Regions from separate parts of the Anser cygnoides genome. Here region 2 is linked to region 1. Evidence: chromatin contacts called from public Hi-C data. All regions are on one chromosome and are shown on one strand. The core of a region is the stretch at or near the end of the contact, and the rest is flanking DNA. Distances in the headings are between cores, read along the strand shown. Region 1 has its middle 8.5 kb from the start of TEAD1. Region 2 overlaps PARVA (parvin alpha).

Region 1 (3,825 bases), core at 534-3,033:
TTCGGTTCTAGATGTTATAACCCTTAAATCTGGAGGTTCGGGGAGAGGAATCATGAAGGTCCCTTCCCAACTGTTGTTGCTGAGAAACAAATAGGGTCTACTGTGCTCAGAAACCAGGGTAGCAGCTTCATTTTAAAATTGATGTATTTGAGGGGGGAAAAATAGCCTTCCATCTAGAGAGAGCAGGACATGAAACAGTTTGGGGGAACTTAAAGATGAAAGGGGGCAACTTTAGTTATGTTTTTAAAAAGCACAATAGTTGAATGTCCTTTGAGTCACAGTTAACAATTCAGTTTGGGAGAACAAGGAGGGAATATATTTTTACACTGTAGCATAAACAGAAGAAGCAAACTTAACTAAATCATCCATGATACCTTTTCTGTTTGCTTTTCTTTGGTATGTTGTTGGGAAACAGGCCAATTTCAGGAATGTAGTTTTTTTATTTTCACTACAATGACAGGTAAACTGATAGCTTTTGCAAAGATCTGGAGTAATGTTCTGGGGATAAGGCTAGACTACACAGACTGACACACAAAGAAAATGTCTTTTTAGGAAACATAGCCCTTTAGAACTGCAGAACTGTGAGAGCTTTCAGAAGATCATTCAGCCTAACCCTGCGCTGAGGCAGGATCTAATACTCCCAGACCACCCTGACGTGTCTATCTTAGCTTCTCAAAAAATTCCACTGAAGGGAAGCTCCTGTGTCTCCCCAGTTGGTCTCACCAGTATAATGCAAAATAACGTAAAGATTCAGAACATGGCTCTGTTACATTTATATAGGGACAAATTTACACTGCCATGACAACATAAAGGGTTGCTAAAGTGAGATTCCCATTAGGTTTAACGTAAATTTTAAGACCTTTTTATATTGCCAGAGCAACATGAAGGGTCCACTAATGTAAGCTGAAGTGAGGCACTTGGTTTCTGATGATCTTTCTATGGCTGTAGTCTAGGAAAACTCCCAAGGACAATGATGATAAAGGCTGCATAAAAAAAAGTAGATCATATGTTCCATCCCTTCTCTGATAGTGCTGCACAGTGCCAAAATATGAATTATCTGGAAGCAATAAAAAGAATTGTGCACTGATGACAAACGAAGGTACAAGATTCTGAAACCATCTGTCAAGTTTTAACACTTTAATACAATAGCCTTTTGATAGAATTTAATAGTTCTTTCCAGTGCTTTCTGTATTCCACCTTCCGCAGCTTACCATCTAAAGAGGGCTTTCAGATACACCTGTGTCACCACCTTGTCTAGTAGTGACATGTCCATGGTGAAGTTGTACAAGCCCTACCCCACGAGGTTTGCCTGCAACTCTCATCATCTGCATTTCATCCTACCATCTCAAAAAGAGCAAAGCTCTGCAGGAGACAGCAGACTGCATTCCCTTTTTCTTTTGCTGAAAACAGTACAGCTCTTTTCCTTTGCTTCCCAACTTGAAATCACTTGTTGATCTCCGGACAGCTCCAGGCCTGCATGTCACCCGTTTGAAGAGCAGCCCTCCAGCCTCCCCTCCTCCATGACCCCATATGCTTGAAGCAGCTGGTTGGTCTGATCTGTGATCTATTAACCAGCTGCACTTGGCACAGAGTTATGGAGCTGAGGAGAGAGGCTGCAGGTGAGGGTGTGCCTCTGAGCATTGCCCCAGGCTGAAAGAAAGGCATGCTCTTCAGCTGCAGCACAATGCTGGGTGGCCTTTGACTGCATGTGACCTGCATGCAGTGTCTCACTCTGTGCAGCAGCAAAAGCTGAGGGGCCTGAAAATCTGTTCTGTTGCATGATGTGCCATAATTGACAAGAAGGTATCCAGTCTTCTTCTAGAATGCCTATTTTAGGGATTTTTTTCTCACTCTGTGAATTGAATAAACCAGTTTCGCAATCTGCTACAGGCCCCACCCTGCCTAACCCTGGCTAGTTAACCTGTAACGGATTGCAAAACTGGTTTGAGTCACACAGTGAAGAAAGAGTTGTAAATTAGCCTTTTAATAGTTTAACTCTCCTGACCAATAACTTAAGCCATCAGTTGTTAATAGTGGTGCCATAGAAGCACAACACGTGCCACGCAGTCATTCCTTTGTCACATTATAATGTCTCCTTTCATGTTTCTGGAGATTTAAAGCTTGGTAGGCAGGAGTAAACTTCCTTCTCAGTACTGCAGCCTAGATGCCAAATTTCTTTATGTAGGATTCACATATATGCTATGAAGAGCTCTGACATAACTGAGCAGTCATAGTTCTGCTGATACGCATTGCCTTGCTATGTCACTGTATCTGGCTTGTGCGTCTGAGCTAATTATTGAATGAAATGTAGCTAATATCTCATTCCCTTCAAACGTGGGTAACAGAACAAACCCATGTCTCAAACATTTTTACTTGTGGTTTTCCACTAACCTGATTTCTTGAGACACCTACAGGTTAGTCAACAGTCACCCAGAAAAGAGAAAACCAAAAAGGTATGGACAATATTCAATATATGTAGGTTGTTAATATTTGTATGTTAATAAAAACTTGATCCCACACAAGTTTATTTTCCCTATCATTTTGCTATAATGCATAGTCAGAAGGAACCTGCATGCCTGATACAAAAGTCAGTGAACGCTCCTGAGCAGGTGGCCCTACCAACTGGCTTTAGCTATTTCCCATTTCCTCTGGCCCATTTTCAGCTTTCATTTCTTTTATTGCAAACAGGAGCAGAATGAGCAGGAGGTGTAAGGTAGAGAGGCCTTCCAGTTCAGATGGCTAATTCCAGTTCAGATGAAGCCAACAAAAAAATTTTGCTTGGGCTACACTGAGGCCACAAAAATGATGAATCTCACTTCTCTATTTGAAAAGGCATACTGGTGTCCATGCTCCTGGTCTTGTGGGAGAGATTGTGTGCTGTTTCAGTTCCCAGTTCTGGGGGCTACCTCCAGTAGCATCTTGCCCAGAAAAGCTAGAACTGACCCAATGCTTTTTTCTGCAAGGAGTACAGTAAAATGCAATGAATACTTCTGAAGGAGAACCCCCTTCTCTGCATCAGAGACACCTCCTGCTAGGCAGTGCTTTCTCTGTGGGACTTGGAGGAGTGTGTTTATCTCAGAGGAGGACATTAAACACAAATTCCTTCAGCCTTGATGAGAAGCACTAAAGCTTATATATCTTTATACTAGGGAAGGGCAGTGAACGGCAGTGCTACCTTCCTCCTCTAGTCACTGTAAAGCAGGAAGGCCAGCTGTAACTTTGAAAAGCAGCAACAGAAGTACCCTCCGTGGAGGTAACCAGGGCTTGAATTGCAGGAGGAGGATACCTCCTGCTACGCCAAAGTGTCTTCATGCTGATGGGGCAGACCTCTAACTCTTTCCTAAGGATTTCACTTTTAGCTAGTTCTACATATCCCAAATTTTCCTGTGGTGAATCTTAATCTCAGGTACCTGTCTTTTCCCATGCATTGGGAAATAAAAAAAGAAATAGTGAAGGGTAGTGTGGTAGATATGTTTGCATCAGGAAAGTATGATGTGCTAGAGGTGTAAGGAGCAGTTAAAATAATGGATGGTACTGAGTTCTGGTGTTACTTTAGCTACTGTGAGGATTGCTTTGACTTCCTGTAACAATTTCCAGTCAGTAAAAAGGAAGTACTAATGCTTAGGACACAGCAGTGGTGTGAAGATCAACTGTTTATTGTTTATAAAGTGCCTTGAACATGATAAGTGTTATGTAAATCAGGAAATGCTGACAGACACTATCCACCTGGGACTGATCAAGAAGAATAACAAATTAGCTAAATTCTTCAGGATTTGGAGGGTAAAAGAAGCACATAAAACATACAAAGCTGTGCAGGTGGTAGAG
Region 2 (3,825 bases), core at 770-3,269, 68 kb before region 1:
GTCTGGGAACAAGGTACGATACCTCTTTCAAAACAGTGGTTATTTAATGGCACAAGTTTCTGCATTAGATTTGGATTCTTGATTGTGGTGTGCCTCAGTTTCCAGATAGGTGAAAAGGAGTGATGCTGAGAATTCCATTTGAAAGTCCATGTGAGCTTTCTAGATGAAAAATTTTAAGGCTTGAGTGTGAATGTGGTGGGAGGATTAGCGGACAGGTGTGTCTTAAAGAAATGGTTTCAAATCCAGTAATCTACTTCTAGATTTAGTTGAAAGTTGTAATCCCAGCAATTGGTGCCAGTATCTACTAGATTTAAACTTAATGCATTGAAGTTTGTAATTTAAGGCTTTGCAGAACGGTGTTAGCACATATACACTTACCACGCAGCACGTGTTAGTAGTATTCCTGTGGAATGCTCCTAATTAAAGTCCAGTAGTTACTTACAGTGCATTTCATGCTTACTATCATGAGCTGCATTTCATGCTTACTATCATGAGTTCTCAGTCAAGTTAGCAGAAAAAGAAATTTAAAATGTTTTTTTTTTTCTCAGAGATAGTGTATAATTGGTAGATGCTTTTGTAACTCATGTTATCACTGACATATGGAGGTTTTGACAAGAGATTCTGTGTTGATCAAATGAGTTCTGTTTTCTTTTTTTGGAAATCCTAGTATTAGCTTTAGTAGCGAGAAAGGGTTTTAGAGTTGGTACAAAAGAAAACAGGCAGTTTTGCAGCAAAATAGCCATTACGACATGTCTTATATCCATGTTGCGCTCTAACATATCATGCTTAAAAGCAAGGTTTATTTTGGAAAAGTTATGCCCAGAAAACCTCTCGATCAATAAAGAGATTTTTTCACTTTTTTTTTTTTTTTTTTAGGGAACCAGAGTAACTGTTTTGCTGTATGAAACTGCTTCTCTCTGAGACTTTACTTTTGTTTTTTTGGTTGGTGTATAGTTGGTGCTTACTAGAGGGTTAATTGTTTCAGTATGAGCAGCTGAAGTTTTAAATATGAATTCTAGCTTTTTGACCCTATTAATCATAAAACTGCCTGACCTATCTTGCTTACTGTAACAAAGATTTTTTTAAATGATGAGTCATGATCATATTTTAAATACATTTTCTTTAAAAATAAAAAAAAAAAGCTCTGACTGCATTTTAAAAACATTTTTTAAGCTAAGAATTTAGCATATGTATGTCAGTACATATTGCAGGGGGCTTATGATAAAATAGCTTAAATGAAAATTAGATCCAAATTAGAGTACTCTGACTTTGAAAAAAGGTTGTGGGCACATGTTTCTGGGAGTGGCTGGAAGAACTTTGACTGTAGGGGAAGGTTCAGTCATGCGGGCGCTTTACCTAGAAACCAGATAGGGTGATGTTTCTGGTTAAAGCAAGAAGCAGAATTTAAAGCAGGGAACCAATGAATATGAAAATTAATTTTTGTGTTGTTTACCCTAAAAGGAATACAACTATGCTCTATTTCATTTTCTTTGCTTTGCCTTCTAAAGATATTTTTAGAAATCAAATAAAAAGCGTTAAAGTATTTCAAGAAAACAGTTATGTTTTAATTTTTGTTTTAATAAAGCCACTAAAACCCCTTTGGAAGGGGAAAAAAACTCTTGAGGACCAAAGCCCTGCCCTCTGTTAGAGCCCAGCAATGGGGGGCTGCAGAGTAACCCACCCCATGCACGGTAATTGCAGAGCTAGAGCTGAGAGAAAACTGAACAAAGACTGATGACAAAATTTAATTCCAGCTGTTGTTCAGTTTGAAAAAGTGCATTTTGAAGTGTGTAGACTTTTAAATGTGTACGGATATTTAACTCCTATGTGTCTGTGGAGCTGTTCTGCTCCAAGGTACCGGGCACGTGGCTTCTCGGTGTTTCAGGATGCTTCCCGGAGCTGAAGTGAGTCCTGGCAGTGTCCTCCTGGGCTGAGGGAAACTGAGGCACACAGCCATGACCCAGCTTCCTGGTACCCTGTGTACAGTCAGCTCCAGCACTTCCTTGCCCCGGCTTTCTCTGTGCTTTAGTCTTTGTGGGGGACTAAGTTTTCTCTCTGCCAGCTTGCCTTCTTCCAGGATATTTTGTTCCTGCATTGCTTTAACATTTTTTTTTTCCCCAGGACCAGCCACTTGCTAATTTATCTACCAGATAAGAAATTGTGCACAATTAAAAGCCTTCTTTGGTTGCATTCGCCCTTACCCTTCCCACATTTTTTTTTTCTTTCTTTTAATTTCTGGTGACCCTTCTTTGACTTTTGTTACCTTTTAAGAAGTGGCAGGATCAGGCCATTAAGTTGAAGTGAATTATGAAATACTTAACCCTCTTGTCTCCCATCTGAAATGCAACCCCACACATACCAGCTAGACACAGAATTTTCTTGCAAAACACTTAAGAGAGCTTTTTTTTTGTAGAAAAATGTGACGTCTGAATGTTTGTCTCTAGCCTGGATTGCAGCATGTGTAGGATACAAGAAGGATAAAAAAGAGAAAAATTTTCCCTGCGCTCCGGATCCCATGTGTCTGCAGGAGCTCTACTTTTATTGTTTTAAAAATGATTTTTAGATAAAAACAAAAAAAGAAAAAAGAAAAATACACTGCAGGGTTCCACACTTTATTCAAGGAGTTAAAAGTCTGGAGCTGTGCTTGATGAGCCAGATGGTCTTTAACAGTAACATTGTTCATATTGTTTAGATTATCCTGTTGCAAGTACAGTGCCTCGTTTACCTTTTATGGAAGAAAGTGTGGAAAATTGACCACAGATGTAAGTAACCAAGAATGATGGCTGAGGCAATTCTTACCAGGCCTCCCTCTCTAACGCCTGATCCTGCAGATAAAAATAAATAGAGAAATGTGAGGCAGCATGAGAAATATCTAGTGTTACCTATTTAAGTGTTTAATTTGAGCTCTGTGAGCTACTAAAATCTTTATTTTCTTAGCCTGAGATTTCTTCCTATTGAACTAGTTTCAGTTTTTCATTGTAGGCAGCCTGAATGTAGATTTTTATCCAGGTACTAAATAGCACATCATTATATATTTTTTCCATCCTGTTTAAAAAATAGGAGGTGGGTGGGAAGAAGCCAACTACACTGACCTCAAACACAGTTTACTGTCCAAAAATCTTCCTGAGAAGATTGGTACCCATTTTGTGCTGTAATGAGAGAGCACAAACTCCCCATTAATATTGATTTGATTGGTATCAGAAGCAAAGGCTGTGCCAAATTAATTAGAGGTAGTTCATTGTTACTCCTAATAATGGACTGCTGAGTCTGTGAGGCATCTTGCAAGACAGTTCCAGATTGAAATAAACTTTCTTAGACAGGTATCTCTTTTGTGCAGTATCTGGAATTGGAAGGTTCAGCGCTTAAACAGAACAAAGAGAAAATGCTACAGACAAAAAGCAATAAAGCCCTGTTTTGTAAAGTCCTTTTGTCTCCTATCAGTTGTCTTTCTCTCTCTCATTTCCTTCCTCTTATTAGGAGCTGCTGCCAAACAGCATTTACTTAGAGCAAGTGGCTCCCTTCGGAGACCCTAAGCTGATATCTCTGCATTTGCATGCAGGTGCTACTGTGGTAGCGCACGACATCTCACCTGCCCTTTTCCCCCTGCCCTGGCAAAGCAAAGAGAGTAGTAATTATAAACCAACAGGTTTACTGTGTGAGGGCCCGGAAACTGGAAATCTCCTGTTTGTTCATGAAAATGGGTTAACTGGGGGTACTCTTCAACAAAATGGTAGATTGCTCTTACTGTTAAAGGTAACTTTATTCTTCTTCACTTTATTACGAGAAGCCTTCATTGAAGCCTTGATCAATCTAAGTGTATTTCTC

The links. A called contact is a pair of places that touch in the nucleus more often than the background predicts.
Region 2: a Hi-C map of liver shows a contact between it and region 1, with 1.7 times the contacts expected there. The contact joins two enhancer-like sites. A contact is called at or near these places in 3 of 7 Hi-C or Micro-C datasets (granulosa cells and liver).

The regions. Positions count from the first base shown.
Region 1 is chr5:1,470,534-1,474,358 of Taihu_goose_T2T_genome, reverse strand. No RefSeq gene overlaps it. Among named protein-coding and RNA genes, the nearest start is that of TEAD1, 8.5 kb to the right of the region's middle. Within about 2 kb of position 1,783, at least 2 of the 3 cell types and tissues checked have open chromatin away from gene starts, as enhancers often do. A contact at or near this core is called in liver, where this site is marked.
Region 2 is chr5:1,538,510-1,542,334 of Taihu_goose_T2T_genome, reverse strand. The region is part of intron 1 of PARVA (parvin alpha); the gene reads left to right. Among named protein-coding and RNA genes, the nearest start is that of PARVA, 20 kb to the left of the region's middle. Within about 2 kb of position 2,019, at least 1 of the 3 cell types and tissues checked has open chromatin away from gene starts, as enhancers often do. A contact at or near this core is called in liver, where this site is marked.